Regions from separate parts of the Sus scrofa genome. Here region 2 is linked to region 1. A link is a contact called in public Hi-C data. All regions are on one chromosome and are shown on one strand. The core of a region is the stretch at or near the end of the contact, and the rest is flanking DNA. Distances in the headings are between cores, read along the strand shown.

Evidence for each region. Hi-C and Micro-C count contacts between places; a contact is called where the count stands out from the background.
Region 2: a Hi-C map of liver shows a contact between it and region 1, with 4 times the contacts expected there. The contact joins the promoter of ZBTB11 here to the promoter of NFKBIZ in region 1. A contact is called at or near these places in 1 of 5 promoter capture datasets (liver), 2 of 47 Hi-C or Micro-C datasets (heart right ventricle and liver) and 2 of 2 datasets of contacts at active chromatin or transcription factors (alveolar macrophages and skeletal muscle).

What each region holds. Positions count from the first base shown.
Region 1 is chr13:157,270,225-157,274,415 of Sscrofa11.1, reverse strand. It overlaps NFKBIZ (NFKB inhibitor zeta), which reads left to right and starts at 1,853. Exons shown (of 12, transcript NM_001315599.1): 1 at 1,853-2,144. The coding sequence starts at 1,853.
Region 2 is chr13:157,419,928-157,424,118 of Sscrofa11.1, reverse strand. ZBTB11 (zinc finger and BTB domain-containing protein 11) reads right to left here and starts at 2,095. Exons shown (of 11, transcript XM_003132695.5): 1 at 1,540-2,095. The coding sequence starts at 1,849.

The sequences.
Region 1 (4,191 bases), core at 604-3,103:
CAAACTCACTGCCTCCCTCTTCTCTTCCTCCCTGCTTTTTTCTCCTGGGACCCTAACAATCTACTTGCACTAATTTCCCTGTGATCTGAAGCTGGCATCACTATTCACATGGTCATCCTGCCTCAAACCATAGCATAAGTGGGTACCCCTTCATTGGTGCCCACCTCCAACCAGGTCAGACTTGTGCATTCTGCCCTAGCAATGCTGCCCAGCCCTCTTTTCTTTCCATTTGCTTTCCTCTTTCCCACTGCCTCTGCCCCAGTGTCAGGGCAGTTCTCTTTTGGGATATTACAGTGGTTTCTGATGGCCTCTGGGCCCCTCAGTCTCACCTCTCTGAGCTGTTTCCAGATTGTTTTGCCTGTCTCAAATTCTTTCACATTCACTCAATGTTTATTAGAGACTCAGTCTCAGCCTGTCACTGGAGGTGCTCCACCCAAGGGCACCAAGTTACCTTTTTACCTTTAATGTTGTCAGTTTCCCTTTGACTATCCTAAAAGGGGCTGTAAGCTTTTATCTGACCCCTTTGCTTAATTCTTTGCTAATACTGTTCCCTCCTCCTATAAATGTTTTGGGCTGAAACCCCACCCCTCTTTTTGGGTGGCATCTTATCTCCAATGACACCTTCTTTGCAAAGATTTTCCTCATGACTTCATCTTTCCCTCTCCCAGAGGTTGTCTTTCTTTTTAGGACACTCGCTGAACTTTGAATCACTCATGATATTTAATCATACTCAGTTTCTTTTAATATAGCATGTATGTATTTATTCTCAGAGGATTAAAATATACTTGAAAGGGCAGATATAACTCATTTATCTTTTGTTCCTGCTAACTACTAGGCAAGTTTTTAACAAGTAACAGGGATTCAATTAAAAAAAAAAAAGTGTTAACTTCATTAAAATGTTTAAGGTAGGAAAGAGCAAAATTCCTGTGTTTATCCAACACAAAGTCATGCAGAAATGAAGAAATTACATCTATATAAATACTGACACATACATGTATACTTATCATTTTGCTAAGGTGCTTCCCCCCCATATTGAAGGAGACAGGGATACAGGGCATCGCATTTTATTCCCGGCTGCACCAAAAAAGAAAAAAAAAATCATTGCCCAGACGTTAACTGAGTATAGAAAAATGACTTCAACATCTCTCTGGGACGTGGCCAAAAGGAACGTTGCCAAACGCTAAGTTGAGGGAAGACGGGCCTTTAAGAACCTTCCAGAGACACTTTGGCTGGGCTCGCAAGAAGCTTGGGGCAGGGCGGCAGGAGCGCTGCGTGGCGCGCACCTTCTAGCACTTCCTACTCCGTGGAACCAGGCCGACCTGTTCCCATCGTTGCCTCCCCGCCTCCGCGCCGCCCTCCGCGGATGAGGCCCGTGCTGCGCGCCCCCTTTCTGGGCGCCTAGGCCAGGCGGGCCGGGGCATCTCGCGGCGGCGGGCGGCTGGGGCGGGGCTCGGTGGTCCGGGGTCTGGGTTTCCAGGTGAAGGGCAAGAAAACAGCCCTTCGGTCTGGGCGGAGCCTGGCGGGCGGGGTGAGGGCGGAGGACACATTGCTTCATCCTGTACATTTTACTGGAAACAGGGCGCATCCGGAGGAGGGGCCGGGAGGCGGCCGGGACGCTGCCAATGGCCCGATCGCGGACGGGGGAGGCTGGCGACGCGACGGCCCCTTCTCCCCGCCCCTGGCCGCGAAGGCCGGTTAAATAGTCGAGCAGCCCGGGGCCGCGCCCGTACCCGCGTCGGTCTCCGAGCTCTTCACGGCCACAGCCACAGCCACAGCCAGAGCCGGGAGGTAGCCGCGCTCAGCGAGCCGGTGGCACAGGTGTCTGGGGTCCCCGAGCGCCGAGCCCGGGAGCATGATCGTGGACAAGCTGCTGGACGACAGCCGCGGCGGAGAAGGGCTGCTGGACGCGGCCGGCGACTGCGGTCTCATGACCAGCCCGCTCAACCTGGCCTACTTCTACAGCGCGTCGCCGCCCGCCGCCGCCGCCCCCGGCGCCTGCGACGCGAGCTGCTCGTCGTCTGGGCCCTCGGCGCCCGGCTCACCTGGCTCCGACTCCTCCGACTTCTCCTCTGCCTCATCGGTGTCCTCCTGCGGGGCGGTGGAGTCCCGGCCGAGAGGCGGCGCGCGTGCTGAGCGGCTGCAAGGTACCCACCGGCCCGGGTAGGGGAGGCCCCTGGATGCCAGCCTGCGCGCGGCCCACCGGCAGGGAGGGGAGTCTGAGCCGCCCAGATGCAAGTACCAAGGCCAGATGTTGGGTGGCCTCTGCGTCTACCTTAGCGGCTTTCAAAATCACGCTAGCCGCCATTATTAGGCGACTACTGGATGCCTTGCCCTGCGTTGGGTGTTTCATGCCGTTCGATGTCGTTTGACCGTCTGTGAAATCTGGGCGCCGTCCAGCTGACCCGGTAGCTTGAAACCTACAGCTCTAACTTGGGGAGGGGATGACGTTAGATTTTCTCGTTTTTTCTTAAAAACAAAACAAAACCAAAAGCACCTTTATTAAGCTCTAATTCACATTCTGTGGTGAGGTTTTGGATCTGATGCAGTTGTAACTTTTTCTTCTGACTGTTTTGGTGAAAGGCTGTAGCTGGTGATAAGGGTTTGAGCACAGTATCGAAGGTCGTGATTTATTTCTTCCGAAGTACGTATTTGTGGGATTTTTAAATAAAGGAACTTTATAAAAAAAAAAGAAACCAATATTATCAAGATATGAGATGAAACTGGCCGAAATCCAATTTATACCTTGAGTTTGTGATTTTTCTGAAGTCTGCCCAGAATTTCTGCACTCTTGTTTTGTGTGCCTTTGAATGGTTTAGCTGTATCTGGCAAAGAAAGGCGTAGTGTTTTCTTTCTTGGGCTGAGAATTGTTAGTTTCTTTTTCTTAATGAACCTAGTTGTATAATTTGGGGGAAAACAGAATGCCACTGTAGATAAACCAAAGAACTTCTAGATAATCTCAAATGTTGGAAAATTTAATCAGCATGATTTTAAAGAACATTTTCTGTCAGGTGTTCCCCACTGCCAGCCACTCCTGTTTTGGTTGTGTTTTGTTTTAAAATGAGATTTTTCATTTTAAAGTTTAAAAAGTGATTTAAGCTGTTCCGTTGCATAACATGCCCCCTCTATGTTAAGTGTGTAGCAAATGCAAAAATTGTACATTTAGAACCTTTTTTCCCTTCACATTTGGCCTTTATCTGGCTGAAACTAACTTACTAGTTCTTTGGTTCACCGTAGGGGATTTCTGAAACTGAATATTTCTCCCCGTGACGTTGAATTACTAACTGTTGTCATTCCTGGGAAATGCTGTGTTTGAGTCTGGCAAGATAGACCTAAACTTAAACATAAAACTAACTAGTTGTTTAATTGGCCCTATCCAGGAGTTGTTTCTTTCATAGATGTAATGATATGTATGTGTTCAAATTACGCCTTGTTTTTGTTCCCATCTTATTTTTTTTCTACTCTTAACAGAGCTGCTGAATTATTCATTTCCTGACTCTTTGTGTGTTTACTTGGTGTTCAGCTCATCTCTAGAGGTTGTGACATAGTAGTGGTCAGAGTGGAATGCTGTACTCACAGACCTACATTTACAGTGTATTTTCAGGCTTAAATATGAAATGAGATGATTTCCTTTTTACTTAGAAGGCCTGTGTGAGCAATTACAAAAACAGTCGGTGAGGGGAAATCCTGTGTGTGATGTGGAAATGTGTTTAAGCTCAGTGAATTTAAGCAGCTTTCTTGGCATAGCTGAACTAAAGGAAATAAGAAACTGAGACATTGTTAATTGTTAGGTTTTGTACATTGAGATCTTCCGAAGAGGTTTGTTTTGTGCCTTTTTAGGAGAGTGGAATTGATAAACTTAAAAATTTTTGTGTGGACTAAAGCCTTTGGCTTGAAAAGCTCAAAATTCATCATTTATTTCTTGCTCGCCAAGGTTTTTCAAAAGTCTAGAATAATTATAGATTATGAGAGTTAGGATGGCAAAATTGGTGATTCTGTTTCATGGGTGGGTAGGGCTGAGAGACAGAGAGAGGCTCAATTTGGGTTTATCTCTTGGCTCTTGGGACCCTTGAAACGTCGTTTTTATGAGCTTTAATTCCTTAGGGTGCCTGGTGGGAAATGGTATTTGGCTGGGGACTGATGTGCAAAGTCATTGACCAGAGCAAGTTGGAGAGACTTTGCGGTCTCTTGTTT
Region 2 (4,191 bases), core at 846-3,345, 150 kb before region 1:
ATTTAGGGAAGGAAAATCCTGAACAATAAACCCCATTTAGAACCATATAATAGTGGTTAAGAAGACTCTGAAATCACAAAGGTCAGCTCCTGATAAAAGATATAAATGTTTCCCCATCTGTAAAAGAGAGGCATAAATGTTTCTACCTTACCAGGTTTTATGAAGATTAAATGAGTGAAAATAAACTAAGTACTCAGCACACACTGTCTACCATGTAAAAACTTCAACAATGTTATCCTCACCCTTCACAGATGTGTCTCTTTAAAGAAATCTAATGCAGATACAGGTTTAAAAATATAAAATAAACTAAGGGAAAGTATTTAACAACATAAAGCGGGGGTGCTTTTGAAAACACGAAAGAACTATTTAAGAAGCAAGAAGAACTCTCCAACAAATTTATACACGTAAAAGAACTTTTGGAAGCTGTTCAGTAGTCTTCCTTACTTATAGATAAGTACATCATAAATTAATTCCTGCAGAGCCGTACGGAGAGTGACCGAATCCCTCCTGACAAAACCTTTTATGGGCCTGCAAACTTTTATTACTAATTTTAAGAGAACAATATAAACATTCACCAATTTTGTGGAGAGTGAGGACAGTAAAGAAACCAAGGGCCGTTTCTTTCTCTCCTCCCTTGTTTCCTAAGGAGTCAAGAAACTTCGTTGCTATACTCCTTGACCAATCACAGAAACTTCATCTTTCCCAGGTATGTGTTGTGTTTCAGGGTTTTCAAAGCGCTCTTCACATTATCAACGGGATATATACTAAAAAAAAATCTTATAACACTATGTAAAAATATAACATTCAGAATTCAAAATATCTGCTATTAAATCCTTGCTCTAAAAACTAGGGCCCAAAATGACTTTCAAACAACAGCAAAAGCCAAAAAACCCTGTTTCCACGTAGTCACTCCAAATCACTTCTGCACAAAATCGCATGATTCCTTAATTACGCCGCAGTAGCGTGCTATGAGGAATCCCGGCAAGTGGACACGCAGAACCTCAAAACCACTGGCCAAGACCCTAGTGGAACGCCCTGCAGAAAGCTTCCGGACTCTTGGCGGACCGTCCCTTCCCCCAACCATCGGCACAAACAGGAACTCAAAACGCACAATACAGAGCACCGCAACCGCCGCCCGCCTCCCGCCGCCGAGAAACTTCCGCCAAGAGCAGGAGCCACCGCCTCCCGAGCTACCGAAAGAGGAGGGCCGGGAGCCGCCCGCGAGTCCCAGCCCCTCCCCGTGGCTGGGCCGGCCCCCGGGGAAGCCCCCATTCGCCCCACCCCGAGCCAGGACCCGCCCCCCAGCTTCCCCGGCCTCCTTCCTGTGGGAAGTGCGGCTCCTTTCACGTCCCCCACCCTCTCGGCTCCGCCTGGCAGCCACTCCGCCGCTAAGCGCAGGCCAGGCTGGACCGGCGAGTGGTGCCGGAGAGGAGCAGTGCGGGCCCTCACACTGGCGATGCACACAGGCCTGCCTCCACCTGCGGGCCTAGCCAGGCAGCAAGCCGCCCGCCCTCCCCCTTGCCGCGGGCGAGGTCCTACCTCGCCACCAATACGTCTTGGACAAGTCGTGCCAGGTCTGATGCTGGGTGTGGTGAGTGCCGCCTGGACCCAGGTGCGCCGCCTCGATGAGACCCCGGCGCCGCTCGGGCTGCAGCACTACCTCCAGCTCGGCGAAGGTCTTGCGGTGCCTCTGCCGTCGCTGGTAGTACAAGGTCCCATCGCGCACCACGTAGCAGGCGGCTGCCTTACGGATTTTACGCTTAACATTGCCCTCGGTGCCCGGCGCGTATGGCTCGCACTCGTTCGTCAGGTAGCGCAGGATGGCCTGGTAGCTTTCCTCGCTTGACATCGCTGACGGCGGCTCCCTGAGGGCGCCTGTCAATGGCAGGAGAGAAAAACAGTGCACTGGCTCCAGGCGGATGCAACAACGGCGGCAGCACTGTAGGGAGTTACGACTGTGTCTGTGGTGAATACTCTTCGACGGCGCCCGCAGCGCGGAGGGAGAACCGACGAGTTGGTAACCAGGGGGAACTGCACTTCTCCAGCGCGCGGGATCCGCTGGCGACTGACAAAATGGCTGCTGCACCACCGGAAGTGACGCAAATCAAGGGCAGTGGGTGAGGGGACTAAGCCCTGATTGGAGCTGGAGTGCAGAGGCTTTCTGGATTGATCTAGCGGACTGAGTGACGTCAGGACTGCGGTCGGACATTTTGGAAGCGGGTAGGCCCTTCTGGGGAGACAGAAGTGGTTTGGGGCAGACATCTTAAGTCCTGGCAATTTCCCTTTTGATTTTTCCCTTCTTTCCCATGCTCTGAGCACGTGTAGGAGCTTGTGGGCAGTTGTTTATACCCTCGGTGATACCTTAGGATGTAAAGGAGCCTTTTTTTCCTACGTGACGACGCTTGGAGACCCTCGACAACGCAAATACGCCAGATTTTGAGGCTCTTAGTAAAGTATTAGTCAAGGGATACAAGACCAAAGAATGCCCTTTTACACGGAAATGTAGCTTCCAGTGTTATAAAATCCAAGTCTCTCCGTTATAGGAGTTACTGTAATTTCTAAGAATCAGCTGGTTCAAAACTACGCATGGTTTTCCTGGAATTATCGGTTGATTCAGTGATGATTTTCTACCAGTGAGGGCACTTAGACTAGCTAACACTATTTCCTTACAGCTTATTTACATATATTTTCACATTAGCTTGGGAGGAAAAATTTTCCATTTTACACCCAACATATATTGAAGGCACAAAAGGCCAAGGTAATTCGACCTACGTTTTCCAATGTGCATTCTAGTTGAGATATTTAGCCTGGAGCGGTCCTGGTCAACCCGTCCCTAGGTCGGATATGCAACGCAGATTAGAGACACAGGCCTATGACATTTAAAGCTACTGGGGTAGAGCGCTGTTAGTGCTTAAACTGGAGCCTGAAAACCCTGGGCCAACCCTCTTACATCCCATCCTGGAGTCTGCAGTCGCTTGGGTGAGGGTCTAACCCTTACGGATACAAGTGAAGACAGACCACAGTTGAAAGCAGTAGGCTCAAAGAATGGAGTGCAGTCTGCACCGTGCTTGGGCAGCGGGGGCGGGGGAAAGAGGGGGGGGTGTCAGAATTTCCTAACGGCCAGAGATACTTAAGGCAGTTTAATATTCTAGCTATTGGTACCTGAACTGCCAGGCCCAGAAAATACAGCTGCCAGGATTAGGGTTTACATAGGCTGCTCATTCCACAAATTACCGTTGGGGTAGGAGGTATTAGAAGCAGACACGCATTCCTCCCCCGCCTCCACGGGGTGGGGCACCCAGAGTGGGTGGTCCAGATCCACCCTTCCAAGGGTATTGTGCTGGGTCAGCACTACCACTGTTTTCCTGTGAAACTAAGTATATTAAAATTGTTGGGTAATCAAGTCATGTATGTGGCAGAGAAGCCAAGTTAAAAGAAATTCCCCTGCACTGTTTGTTAAGATACAACCTGTGAAAGCACTGAGAAGCCCACTAAAATTTGATTCTTCGAGACAACAGAGAAATGTTTCAATAGTGTTTTACACGTGGTCCAGTGTCTTCCTGAGAAAAGCTACTTACTGTTCTGTGAGAACAGGTAGTGTTTATGTCTCCTCCAGGATATCAGAATGGGTACTTCCACTTTAAGACATTTAGGCCAAAAAAGCCATGCTTTAAGGGGACATTTTATTCTGTGACCAAAAGAACATGTTGCTCTGTGCTCAAGTTGGGCATTTTGATTGGTTTTTAAATTTTCCCTATTCAGGACTAGCTTCTAATTTCATTTTTTTTTTAATTACTTACAATTGCTTTTTTCCAACCAAAACCTTTTTTTTCTTTTGGTCTTTTTAGACCCACACCTACAGCATATGGAGGTTCCCAGGCTAGGGGTCTAATCCAAGCTGTTGCTGCCGGCCTGCACTACGGCTACAGCAACCCCAGATCTGAGCCTCATCTGCAACTTACACCACAGCTCACAGCAATGCCAGATTCTTAACCCACTGAGTGAGACCAGGGATCAAACCCGCAACCTCATGGTTCCTACCTTGGATTGTTTCCATTGCATCATGATGGGAACTCCCAACCAAAATCTTATTAAGCAAAAATCAGCTGTTGAACATAACTTGTATATTCATTTTTACTTTACACATTTTAGTTCCAAGTCCTCTAAAGGGACTGTTTTATTATCCCCAAT